Linked DNA regions of Mus musculus: region 1 is linked to region 2. The links are chromatin contacts, called in public promoter capture Hi-C maps. All regions are on one chromosome and are shown on one strand. The core of a region is the stretch at or near the end of the contact, and the rest is flanking DNA. Distances in the headings are between cores, read along the strand shown.

Region 1 (6,551 bases), core at 89-2,588, 1.1 Mb before region 2:
TTACCTTCTGGAGACATTCTAGCACCTTGGTCATATATTCCTGTTGGCATGGGTAGGGCTGGAAAGGAAAATCCACTGTCACACCATTCAGGACTACCCTGGGCATATCAGCCTATACTGAGGAAGACACGGTGGTAGGCCAAGATGCAGGCTGTCTGGGTCTGTGAGACAAACCCCTCTGATCATCTCAGTGTTTCAGCCACTCCAGGTAAGTGTTGGCAGCATGTGGCATCAGGTTTCCCTCTGTAAGAATTCCCTACAACACAGATAAGAAGAAATCAGCCTTTGTAGCCACAGACCATTACACCAATCATTTTAGGAAGCTGTCCTTGTAGGGTCAGAAAATCTGTTATTTCCCTATCAAAAGGTGCTTAGAGCCTATCATGGTGGCACACGCCTTTAATCTCAGCTCTCAGGAGGCAGAGGCAGGGGTATCTCTTAAGTTCGAAGCCAGCATGTCCAGGGAGTTCCAGGACAGCCAGGGCTATGTAGACCCTGTCTCAAAAAATAAAAAGGAGCTTAGAGATCTAAAGATGATCCCCTGGCTCACCCAATTCCATCCTAGACTGAAAAGCAAAGCAAAGCAAAAACCCAATGTAGTTATCAAAACAAGCACATTTTCAGCACTCTACCTGCAACTCTTCAAAAAGTCTGTGACTAAGAACCTAGGAGCATCCCCTTGTGGCCTGGACCTGAACACAAAAGCGTGGAATGTCTCCAACCTTTGATGCTCTTAAGATTGGGGTCATGCATCATTCGGTCCAGGTGTGCACCCGAATGCAAATAAAGTAGTAAAACAGGCAGGGCGTGGTGCTCCAGCCTTAGTTCCCAGCACTCAGGAGGAAAAAACAGATGGATCTCTGAGTTCGAGACCAGCATGGTCTGCAGAGCGAGTTCCAGGACAGCCAGGAATACACAGTGACATCCTGACACGCAAAACCAAAACCAACCAAACAAAGGTAGCAAAACAGAATCATGATCTGTTCAGCCCTCCGCAAGTCACTAAACTTCTCCAGACCTCCAAGTCTACTGACAGGCGAAAATCTATCCGCCGTCTTGGAACTAGCCCAGGGAGGCGCCTCTAGCTAGACACTGGCAGCAAGAGCCCGGGACCCAGAATGCACCGCGGCACTTCAGAACTAGCGAGTGCGTGATCTATGACCTCTATCCACTCAGATAAAACTGTCAAGCGACTCCCAGCTCACTTGTCTCGGTAGGGCTGCCTTTCAAAGTCCGGTATCAAACAACTGTAAAGACACGGATCCCGCGTGCTCCGCAGTCCGCTGATTGGAACTTCGCGGGCAGATCCGTGTAGCCACGCCTAAATGCTACACTTCCGTTTCCTCCCTTCCGGTCCGCTACTTTGCACCCGGGCGGAAACCGGGTTCCGCGACTTCTGAGTCAGCAGGTTCCCTCGCCTCTGGACGCCAGGGGGCTGGGGGCTGGGGGGTGGGGCTTCGTGCAGTGGACCTGGCCTCATCTCTGTATTCTATCCAAAGCACTTAATATCGTCTAGAGTCTCGCTTGTCTCCCACTCTTTTTGCTTGTTTGTTTCGAAACAGGTTTTCTCTCTGTAGCCTTGATTGCCCTAGAGCTCACTCTGTAGACCAGGTTGACCTGCCTCTTCCAAGTGCTGGGATGAAAGGCGTGCACGCCCGGACACTCATCCCCACTTTTGCATTATAAGCTCCATCTTCTGGAATCTACTAGTTCATTTGGCCAGGCCACTTACATTGTCCGCACAACTAAACAAATCTAAAGCTTTCTTGTGGTTACTGACCTCAAGTCACAAAAGGCATCTTTTCACAGCTGGAGTATATAAAATCCAAATGGCTGCATCTTACCTAGACCCCCACCCCACATTAAGAGTTCTCACTGCCTCCTCTCTCACCCAGGGTCCAGCTTATTTTCCAATCAGTGTCTGCTAGCTGTCAGGTGAGTTCCTCTAAATCTCTAGCACCTAGCACTAGCTGACAGTCAACAAGGAGCTCCAGGGAAGAGAGAGCTGCAAAGTCCTTCAGGGCGGTGCTGACATCAGAGGTGTTTGTTTATTTCAGGCAATCCCAATAGGTATTAGAAAGAAATTGACATTTCAGTGGCTGGCTCTCCACTACTAATAGATACTTGTTTCAGAGCTTCTCTTTAATACCCAGGTAGTTTCCCACAGAAATGCCCATACTTGTGCATGTGAGATCATACTTACAGAACACCCTGACAAACCTATAGATTTCCTTCAGACCCTCATCTCTTATTGGGAATTTGAAGATGAAGGAGGCCACACACACTGGGATGGCACCAATTCCAGGCAAAACTTTCTGGGCTACTAGTGAAGCTGAGACATGAGCTGATTCATCTGCTGCTTGGGTTCACATCAAGACAAGTCTAGTTCACAGCACATAGGTAGTTGCTTTGAGGCAGCATGCCCAGCTTATAATGAAACTATCCTGGAAGGAATGAATATATTCTAAGAGATGCATATGATCTTCCTTTTGACTATCAGGCCATTTAAACAATGGACCCCCCAGAAATTGGAATTCCCCAGGAAAGGAAGGAAAAGAGTGAGGGGTACCAGACAGAGAAGGGACTCTTCTTAGGGAAGAAGATTTTATGCAGTTATGACAACTTGTCAGACCACTGTGGCAAAGAGACTGAAGCTAGAGATGATGGTTAGGACCCAAGGCTGCATAGTAATGTACACATCATCCAAATAAACCTAAGGATCAGAGCTGTAAGGATCATTTGGGAGATAATTGGACTTCACTGTTCCTCTGCCCAGTGTTGCCATATTGAAAAAAAAAAATCCTAGCTGGGCGGTGGTGGCACACGCCTTTGATCCCAGCACTTGGGAGGCAGAGGCAGGAGAATATCTGAGTTGGAGGCCAGCCTGGTCTACAAAGTGAGTTCCAGGACAGCCAGGACTATACAGAGAAACCCTGTCTCGAAAAAAACCAAAACAAAACAAAAAAATCCTTTTCTATTTTCACTATTACATTGTCTACTTTTTTTTTCCTCTGTGAATAAAACACTATCTCAATTATAGGGTAGATGTAAACCAACCACACATAAGATTGTGATAAGTATAAAGAAGAGAAATTATATTAAAGGGTTCCCCTGACTAGAGGCCAGGAAAGACTTCCATGAAGACTGTTGTGGGAATATTTTGGGAAAAGCTATGTTGCGCTTAGCTATAGGACTTAGTCATAGCAAATCTTCTAGAAAGTAAGGAACTAAAACAGGCTAATAAGAACTGAGTAAAGAGACATTAATCTAAGGACTCCCGCTATGTTCAAGAGTATATTAATGGCCGGGCGTGGTGGCATACGCCTTTAATCCCAGCACTCAGGAGGTAGAGGCAGGTGGATTTCTGAGTTCGAGGCCAGCCTGGTCTACAAAGTGAGTTCCAGGACATCCAGGGCTACACAGAGAAACCCTGTCTCGAAAAGACAAAAAAAAAAAAAGTATATTAATGTCTACCTTGAGGTCTGGGAGGTTGGGAATGACTGGGTCTTCCTGTATCTGTCTCTAGGAGCCTCCTCATTGCCAGCAGCTGCCGAGTACCAGGATTCTGCTTCACCTTTCTTGTCCTCTTCTCTCTGATGTCTTCCCAGCCCCAGCATATGACACAAGTTTTACAGGGACTTGCTGAATGACTGAGTATCCTTCTGAGGTGCCAGACTTCTCCTGCACAGTCCAGAGTGAATTCAGATCAGTAAAGAATTCTAATCTGTAATCTCTCCGCAAAACAGCTGCTCATGAACTTTCTTTAGTTGAATTTGGTAAAAACTCAAGGCCTGCTCCCAAACATGGCACCATTCTGAGGCAAACATTTAATATGCCTATTGTACCTTTAGTATTTGTTCTTACTGAGTGCCCAGCACTGTGCTAGGGACAAACAACACAGCTGGTCTGTGGAGTTCAAACAAGGACAGAAGTTTATGAGGGAGTACGCCCAAGGTGAGATTATGGCAGTTCAGTCCTATGATGCTTTTCTATCTGCAAGAGAAGACTGGAAAGTTGGGAAGGTTACTTCTCTTCTCTTGATCTCAGCAACTGAGTTTAGCCTCTGGAGGAGAGTCCATCTAAAGCACACTATAATACCCAGATGCAGGTACAGTAAGTAACTTATCTAGAGGACGTGGCTGCTTCCAAAGGGGTCAGCACCATTATTAGGAATAGATTTGTGTGCTTCTCCCTCCTTCCAGCTCCCTCCCAAAGCAGAATTCCAATGTACACACAGAACTGTGTTTTCTCCATGTGAATGAGCTTGGTATTTCTACATTAAAAAGTACCACAAGTAAGCATCTCAAGACAGTATCTAGTACAATTTCCTCCATCTCTTGGAGTCTGGCACCATGGTTTCATCTTATACCCAAAATGTAGAAACTCAGGGAGGTCAGAAACTTCCCCTCCAATAGAGATTGTCGTGTCAGAGCTGGTGCTGGAACCTGCCTCTAGCTCACACCAAAGCCATGTACTAAGTTTCATGTGTTAGCTCCTTACTTCTATCTAGGGTTTCTGAAGGCAAATCATGAATCTAGGTATTCATGTTGGCAGAATTTGCTTCCAGTCGTGGTAGCTTTAAGGTCTTGCTGACTACAAGATGGCAATAGCTTTTATGTCTTTGCCACTTGACTCCATAGTAAGGTCTATCCTGCTTTGAAAGTGCTCCTGTTAGGGTTGGAGAAAAAGCTCACTGGTCAAGAGCATTTGTTGCTCTTGAAGAGGACCAGAGTTCAGTTCCCAGCATCTACACTGGACAGAATACAACCACCTTTAACTACAACTTCAAGTGATTTGATGTCCCTTTTGGCCTCCACAGGCACCTGTATACACACACACACACACACACACACACACACACACAGGAAGAGAGAGAGAATAAAACAAATCTTTAGGGAAAGGGGGGCTCCTATTTATTTGGGCCCACTGGATATTCCCTTTCTATGTCTTTTAATCCACACAATGCAATTTAATCCCAACTGTCAGATACATAGGCCCAGGCTCAGGTATACATTACTAGGTGCAAGGTTATATGCAATGCTAATAGGATGGCTCCATGTACACCTGGTCCTTAGGTTTGCCCCTGACTTTTGCCTTTGTAAGCTGCCTCCTCTTCCTAAAGTCTTGGAGGATTTTCAGAATTTTACTTCTAGCCTTATGAGTTAAATGTTTGTGAAACAAGCCATTTTTGTCTAGATTTCAGTGACTCCATCTCAAAAGTGGATGAGATAGCCCATTAGATATTAGGCTGTCTTGTCAGGAAAGGCAAATCATGTGCTCCCTACTTGTCCCAGTAAGCCTTAATGTCACCTTAGCACAGCCTAGAGTCACACAAGAAAGGGATTTCAACTGAGGAATTTCCTGGATCAAAATTTACCTGTGCCCATGTCTTTGGGGGGACTGTCTTGATTGTTCATTGCTGGGCAGTACACTCCTAGGCAGCTTGTTACCTAAACTTTTTTTTTTTTTTTTTTGAGACAGGGTTTCTCTGTGTAGCCCTGGCTGTCTTGGAACTCACTCTGTAGACCAGGCTGGCCTCGAACTCAGAAATCCACCTGCCTCTGCCTCCCAAGTGCTGGGCTTAAAGGTGTGCACCACCACCACCCGGCTTACCTAAACTATTTAGGAAGGCCAGAGAAACATAAGCCTGTTTGTGAGCCAGAGAGCAGCACTTCTCCGTGGTTCCTGCTACATTTCCGTAAAAGTGACTAGGTTTCTTGGTCAGAGGTAATGCTTTATGGCTTAGCAAGCAGACCTGATTTCAAGTTCCTGCCTTGACTTCCCTCAATGATGGGTTGTAACCTGTAAAATGAAATAAATTCTTCCCCTCATGTTGCATTGATGAAGCTTATTTCCCGTCGGGGTCTCACTATGTAGTCTTGGCTGGCCTAGAACTCACAGAGATCCTCTTGCTTCTGTCTCTCAAGTACTGGAATGAAAGATATGTACTACCATTCCCAGCCCTTGACCAAAACATTTTATTACTCCAGGGATGAAAATAGAACACATATGCATGTATACACTCAACCCTAGCAAATCTCTCTTCTGTCTTCTGGAGTCTGACACTATGGCTCCATCTTATACCAAAGAAGCAAAGGCCCAGAGAGGTTAGGAACTCTTTCTCCATCAGATAGAGAATGTGAGAGCTGGTGCTAGAACCTGACTCAAGGTCACATCAAATCCCAGTCATAGGCCTTACCACACCCTTATTTAACCAGAACCTGCTCACTCTCTGGACAGAGTTACCCCAGATATTCTTGTAGGACAGTGTCACCCTTTGCAAACCAGTGAATCCCTTCCTTTCAGTACTTAACAGGGGCTTAGAAGTCATCCACCCTCTAGCAGCCTCTGTCACCCACCCTGACTATGAGACAAGCCCATACTCTGGCCCTTCTCCTTCCGTGCCTATTCTGGGGAATGAGTCTTATCTCCACATTCTCTAAGATACACAAAGCCATATTACAGGAGTGTCATCCATGGCTGCGGCAGATGAAATATAGGCCTCTTACTGCATCGTTTTACTTCTCTCCCTCCATCTCCTCCCACTGTCT
Region 2 (6,904 bases), core at 3,951-6,450:
TTCTGGCCCCTCTGTATTTTCAGAGTCTTCAACTGCTCGGCCAGAGCTCCCTGCCTACCGAGGATGCTTGAGGAAGCTGCTGATCAATGGGGCCCCTGTCAACGTGACTGCTTCTGTACAAATCCAGGGGGCAGTGGGGATGCGCGGATGCCCCTCAGGAACCCTAGCACTTTCCAAGCAGGGAAAGGCACTGACCCAGAGGCAGGCCAAGCCCAGTGTCTCCCCGCTACTTTGGCATTGAGGGTTCCCAGACCTTGGGGTTTGCCTACACTTTCTATGAATAACAAGTCATTTCTGGTTTACACTGTCTTTTTAGAGGAAAAGGACTCTGTAGAACAGATATTATATTTATACTTTGTTCCTCCTGCCCAACAACTGTCAGTACTGAGATCTGAAATTAAAATGACTTGTTTGACTTGAGTGTGTTGATTTATAAACAGCAATGGTGGTGGGGTACAGAGCCCAGAGCAGAGATGCAAGTAACACAGGCCCAGACCATACTGGACAGGTACAAGGAAGGACTTTATTAGTGAGGTGGGCAAATCACAATCACCACTACGGAATCACACAGCTACCAATTCCAACTTGGGGACGGACACTGAATAATTTAGTCTAGACTCATATCTTCTTCTTCGTCTTTCTTGTCTTTTGTGTCGCCCTCCTTTGGGTCCGATTTGGCATTGTTCTGCATGGCTTTGGCAAATGCTTCCACATCTGAAACAGCCACAGAGGCCTAACTAAACCTCAGGCTAGGGCTACCACCCAGGCAGCCAGCCTCTAGCATTCCACAAACACAGGGTTGGCTCTGGCCGATGGGGGATCAGTACTCACCACCTTTGTTGGCGGCCTCAACAGCCTCTGCAGGAAGGCCGAACTGGCACATGAGAGGGCCAAGCTGTCCTGAGGCCAAGGCCGCACTGAACATACCCAGGGCCTGCAACAAGGAGCAGCCATGCAGACCTGGGTGCCGAAGGCACCAGACCCACCAAAGCTAAAAGACACAGGTACAGAGAGTGCCATGGACATCCATACCTGCTGGAACTGGGGCGAGGTTAATGTGTTCTGGATCTCATCTGCAGTCTGGGGCAGAGACTCCCCAGAGGGCAGGTAGGGCAGCAGGCGCTCCTGAACGTCTGCATTGGCAAGGATGGGAGCCATGATCTCTGGGGTCAGCACACTCGCCAGATCCACTAGGGCACAAGCAAGGTGGCCATCAGTGGCCTGATGCTAACCCAGGCACCCAGAGGGCAGGAGACTGGGAGCCTGTCCGCAGGGCAGCATGAGGTAGGCAGGTGTGGCTGGACGCCATGGACACCAGGCTCCACATCTCCAGGAGTCATGGAGTTTATGGTCAGCAGTCCTTCACCCTGTGAGCACCCACCCACAGCTCTTTACCTTGCTGGCTGCCTCCTGGCCCTGCCGGCACGTTCATAGTGGCCAGAATGCTCTGGAGGTCGCTCAGCTGGATGGGCTGGGTCGGGCTGGCTGCTGTGCTGGTTCCATTACCTGAGCTGGGTGCGGGGCTTGGGCTGGTTGCCGAGGCAGCTGCTGGGGCAGAAGGGGCTGGGGTGGCGCGAGCGGAAGAGGTGGAGGAGGATGGGGTGACGGCTGCCGACTGGCTCCGGGAGCTGGGGAAAGTGAGCAAGGGCTGGAGCAGCTAGGCCCACCATGCTTCAGGGCTACTTACTCCTCAGGTCTGCAGGCCCACCTCCCCAGGCAACAAGTTGAGGTAACGGGGACCCTCTACCCTATCTCCTGAGTGAGTTCAGAAAAGGAGAAGGTGCTGGCTGGTGCTAGGTAGTGCCTGGTATTCATGTCAGGCATTGGGGGATGGAGCTCACCTGGATGAAGAGCTGCTGGCTGGAGGTCCACTGCTCCCCAGCAAGCTGGCCAGGCCTGGCCCAGTGAGGGCCCCAAGTCCACCTACAGAAATAAAGAAATGTGTGCTAGATACACCCTCCAGCCCACTTGAGAAGACACTAACCCATGTCCACCAGTAAGAGAAGCTACATATTCCAATACCAACACCAAGGGATGAACAGGGAGGGTTAGGTAGCCACAAGAGGCTGTAGTGACCACGCCATACTAGTCTGCATTCTAAAAGCTATTCTACTGAGTTAGGTCATTTCCACCCCACCCACACTCATACTCACGAACAGGCCAATCTCAGCCAGAACAGTGCCTTCTAAGTAACTGTACCACTTGTGCTGTACCCCAGGTAAACTCCATATACACATGCTAGACCAGGCCCTCTCCACCCACCCAGCAGACAAGCACCTTCCAAAGGAGCGGCACAGGGAACACACAGACATGGCTGAGAGAAAACCCCGGGTCTGCAAGCAAGCACTGAAAGGGCACCTATGGGAGGGAGCCAGGGACAGCGGGGCATTACCCAGTCCTCCCAGGCCGGCTGGTCCGATGAGCTGCATAAGCTGGCTGTGACTCATGTTCCCCAACAGGCTCTGCAGGCCACCCTCACCTGGTAAACACAGGAATCAGACATGGGCCTGCTGTGGTGGCCTTGGCCAGGACCTAGACCCTTGTGAGCACTGCACTCTATGGCAGATGCTTGGCCTTGGCCCTACCCAAGAACCACTGAGGGAGTAACAGCCTCTGGAAGGAGGCAGCAGGGAGCAGGTGAGCTCTGTGTAGATGGGAGGAAAGAAAGAACCAGAACTTATCAAGCAGGCTCTGCCTCACAGTGTCCCCAGTCACTGAAGGACAATGCCCCACGCAGGTCTAGGTGATAATTACCGCCCAGTGCTGAAAGCTCATGGCCACTACTCCCACTTGCTCCCAGTGACCCAGGCATGGGGGGGTTGTTCAGACACTCGTTGACTTTCCGGCAGTGCTCCTCATCTTGGTCAGTCTTGGGCTCCTGCCAGAGAGCATATGCAAAGAGCCAAAGCTGAGCAGTCTGCACAAGGAGCGGCTCCCTGCACCCATGTGGCCAGCTAGCCTCAATCAGCGCGCGCACACAGTGACTGGAGAGGCAGCACTACAAATGTGACAGCACAGCTCAATAGGACAGCAATGGCAACAGTGAGAAGGCCCCAGAGCCAATGATCACAATGCAAGACTGCAGTGCCTTCACTGTATGGCTCCTGGTGAGCCGTGCAGGGAACGAACTGATCCCCACCACCAGGCAAAGGGGCCACACCCCTTGTCCTCTCTGTGTTCTAGATCCTTGTGCTCAGGTGACCAGAACCCAGGCTGAGAGGAAGCCCCTCCCCTCCTGGTACTTTGCAGACAAATAGCTGCTTGTTGCCCCCTTTCACAGGATGACAATGGTAATGGCTGTGTACCCCACCCTTGAACATACCCCAAGTCTAGCCCTGACTCCAGACTGGACCCACATACCCAAGAGAGAGCCCATGTCCCATACCACAGCAGAACCACATTAACAGTATAAGAAACACAAATATGCCAATGGTCTCCAACAGGTGGCAGACTGTGGAGACTGCATTTGAGGGACACTGCAGATGTGGGTGAGATGCAGGAGCCATGACACTGAAGGGCCTCGCAACACACAGCACAGAAGAGCTTAAGTGGGGGACGTTCAACTGCTGAGAGAACAGAGGGCGTCACCTCTGGGAGCTAAAATTCGTGGCCATGGAGTAATGGAAGACCTGAGGCCCTGGAGCTGTGTGCCTACAGATAAGTCCACGAGCGGGGCTCCGGTGCCTAACCACCAGCTAGCCACCGTGGTAGGAACGCAGCCAGACCAGGCCCTCCAGGTCAGCACCTTCTAATGTGGGGAAAGTAACCCCAAGTGAATCACAAGGAAAGACAGAGTAGACCACTCTCCTGCTTACCTGCATCCAGAAGAAGAGCCGCTTGGACCCTGCCTTAAACTTGAGCACGTAGACCCTCCCACTGGGGCACTGAGGTACCCGCTTGAACTCACAGTCATCAGGAAAGATAATCAAGTCCTGGCGACACAAGGAGGACAGTCAGACGACAGATAGACAGAGGCACACAAGTGTGTACCACCAAGGCTTAGGTCCCTGAATATTTGCTGGACCCCAATAACAGGGTGGAGTCAAGAAGTCTCAGACCCCAGTGAAGACAAACAGAAGAGGGCCCAGACTGGAGGAATAGAAAAAGTGCTCTCTGAGGACCAGACGACTTAACAGAAACATTCTGGAACTGTGTTCCAAGAAGTAAAAGGTCAACCAACTCTGGCTAGCTGCTCCTAAGTGTAACAAAGAACAATGTACTTTGGGAGACAAAGAGCCCCAAGGAAAGCAGCCTCTTCAGAGCGCTAAACTACCCGAGGCTGTGGTGAGGGTCATATCTGCACACTCCTCCACAAGACTGGAAGTTTAAGGCCAGGGCTGAGGCCACCAGCCCACCCTATCACCCTGTCAGCAGGCTGTCTCTGCTAAAACCTTAAGAACCATGGTCACCACGGGGTGCATGGCTTCACAGAGTGACTGGAGCACTCTGCCAACCTTGGGACCCCTACACTAATCTATGGAAGATGAAGCCATATTCCCTGCTCTTGCCCCGCTGGCCTGTTCTGGCTACAGGCACTCACATCCTCCACGGTCCCAGAGGTCCTGTCTTTCCAACAGAAGTGAATAAGGGAGTCGTCCGTCTGCTGGATGTACACGAGACCTTTCCGTTTATCTGGGGTGACCGTAGTTCCTTTTAATGACATTTTTCCTGCCCGGAACTCCACCAAATATTTGGTAGAAGACCCCCGAGAGCCGGGCACCAGGCTTGGGAACAGAGCGCCTGAAGTCGTCATCCTGAAAAAACAGAGCGAGGCCCGTCGTTCCGCGTCGCGTGCTCAATGTCCCACCCATACGCCGGTCGGCCCGCGACTGCCCGGGAGCGGGAGCGCGCCAGGCTGCGCAAGGCCAGGGCTGTGCGCAGGGCCGAGCGCAGCCCCGCGGAGCCCCTGCTCCCGCGACGTCACTGCCCGCCCGTGCGGAGGGAGCCTCGCTGCGTCCGGCCCCGGCGCGTCTGGGGCACCGGCGGCCGGCCCGGACTGACTCGGCCCCCCGGCTGCTGCCGCGTCCCGTCCTCCCGCCGCTCGACCCAGCCTGGAGCCGCGTGCGCCTAAGCCGCCGCTGCCGCCACCGGGCCCCTACCTGGCGGTGCTCACACTCGGCCTAGGGGCACCGTCCGGGCTCGCTCTTCCTCCTCGGCGCCTGCCGGGCCTCGCCGGAAGCCCGTGCTTGGCCCGCCCCGCCGCCGCTCTCGCCGCGGATTGAGTTCCGTCAGCCGCGCGGCCGGCCCCGACCAGGTCCCGATTGGCCCTGGTCACCGTCCATCGCATCCGGCCCGCCTCCGCGCCGGCGGCCTGTTTCCGGCGGAAGCGCGGGCCAGAGCGGCCCCTATTGTTGCTGTGTCATAGGGGAGCGGCGGTGGCCCCTGGCGGCAGCGCTGGGAACAGCGCCCCGGCCTCCACGACTCGCAGAAAGGGCCCCCGCGGGGCGGCGCTGCAGAGGTCGAGACCAGGGTGATGGGCACCGGACCGTACACCAACGTGCTCGTGGGGTTGAGCTGTGACACGTACCCTGGGACGGATGTCCGCTGTTACCCATCTAGTTCTGAATGGACCTGTCTCTCTCCACACCGCAGGGAGACAGCCTGTCTGATTTGCATTATTGGGTGAGCGAGGTGTCAGGGCCCAAGACATAAAATAGTCACATGGTTTAAAAGGTAGGAGGTAGTCTCTTGACACGAGAGCGAGGAAAGTGTCAGCTTCATGTCACTTTGTGCTAATTTGACATACATTATAGGAAAGTACAAGCGGCTGCTCAGGATGGGGGAGTGGAGGTGGGGTGGAGAAGGTAGCATGGGGTTGCTCAATGCTGTAAGAACAAGTTCACAGAGCACCGCGGATGGGTGGGGTCTAAGGGCTGCTTGTAGCTAGTCAGGTAGGGTGCCACCACCTTCCTGTAGGGCAGAGGTGCTCGCAGAATGTAAAGCCCAAGAGTCCTCACAGTTTCTTTTACACACCACTTCCATTTCTTTGCTTCCTCTATGACAGCTTTAAGGCCCCAGGCCCACCCTCCAGCCCTCTCCAGGGCCAAGCAGTGCTGAATTCTCTGGCATGCTCCACAAGTTACCATCTGTGTATATGTGAAACGTGTGCGGTCTTTTTCTGAAACAAAGGTGAAAAGTAGTTTTTCTCACTTACTACTGTCTGACGCCGACACCAACGTGTTCCAGGCCAGCCTGAGCTGGAGGGAGTCCCGCCTCTAAGATGCATTTCTGTCGCCACTGTGGCTCACTCGCTTTAGTTCCTGCTTGGAATTCTGATGCAGTAAGTTCTACATGCTTGCGTCTGTCATCTTTTTGTTGGACTCTGTCCTGTGTAGTTTCCTTTTTTTAAAAGTGTGTGTCACCCATGTGGCAGTCTAAGCACAACATTCAGTAACTTGCTTCTTTACACTCTGGGTTCCTGTGATCAGACTTGGGTTACCAGACTTGCCTGGCAAACAATGTTACCTGTTGAGTCATCTCGCTGGCCCAGTTTCCAGCTTTACTACAAAAACCTTTGAATTTCGTTAGGTGTGGTGGCTCATGCCTGATAATCCCAGCCCTGAAAAGGCTGAGGCAGGAGAACTGCCAAGTGTTCAAGACCAATTTAAAAGATTTAATTGGGACTGGGGAAATGCTTCCGTGGTTAAAAGCACTGGCAGCTCTTGCAGAGGCCCCCAGGTCTGATTTCCAGCACCCATATGGCAGCTCACAACTGTCTGGAACCTCAGTTCCATGAGACCGGATGCCCTCTTCTGGCCTGTGTGAGCACCAGGCACACACACACATTGTATAGACATGCATGTAGGCAAAACACACATAAAATGTTTTAAGTCATTCTTTAAAGATTTAATTAATTTGGGAGCAGTTTGGAAAATAGAGCTGTCACTTCACTGTTATGTTCATA

The links. Promoter capture Hi-C pulls out the DNA fragments that hold promoters and counts their contacts.
Region 1: a contact with region 2 is called in a promoter capture Hi-C map of pre-B cells. The contact joins the promoter of Rtel1 here to the promoter of Adrm1 in region 2. A contact is called at or near these places in 5 of 39 promoter capture datasets (cranial neural crest, frontonasal cranial neural crest, liver and 2 more).

Annotation. Positions count from the first base shown.
Region 1 is chr2:181,314,511-181,321,061 of GRCm38.p6, reverse strand. It overlaps Rtel1 (regulator of telomere elongation helicase 1), which reads right to left and starts at 1,338. Exons shown (of 34, transcript NM_001001882.3): 1 at 1,206-1,338; 2 at 5-256. The coding sequence starts at 106.
Region 2 is chr2:180,169,884-180,176,787 of GRCm38.p6, reverse strand. Adrm1 (adhesion regulating molecule 1) reads right to left here and starts at 5,200. Exons shown (of 10, transcript NM_019822.3): 1 at 5,100-5,200; 2 at 4,541-4,754; 3 at 3,816-3,932; 4 at 2,755-2,878; 5 at 2,393-2,479; 6 at 1,842-1,923; 7 at 1,396-1,628; 8 at 1,033-1,190; 9 at 832-934; 10 at 505-714. The coding sequence starts at 4,753. The coding sequence ends at 608. It overlaps Gm29886 (a long non-coding RNA gene), which reads left to right and starts at 5,538. Exons shown (of 4, transcript XR_867152.3): 1 at 5,538-5,622; 2 at 6,005-6,280. Lama5 (laminin, alpha 5) reads left to right here. Exons shown (of 79, transcript NM_001081171.2): 79 at 24-415. The coding sequence ends at 241.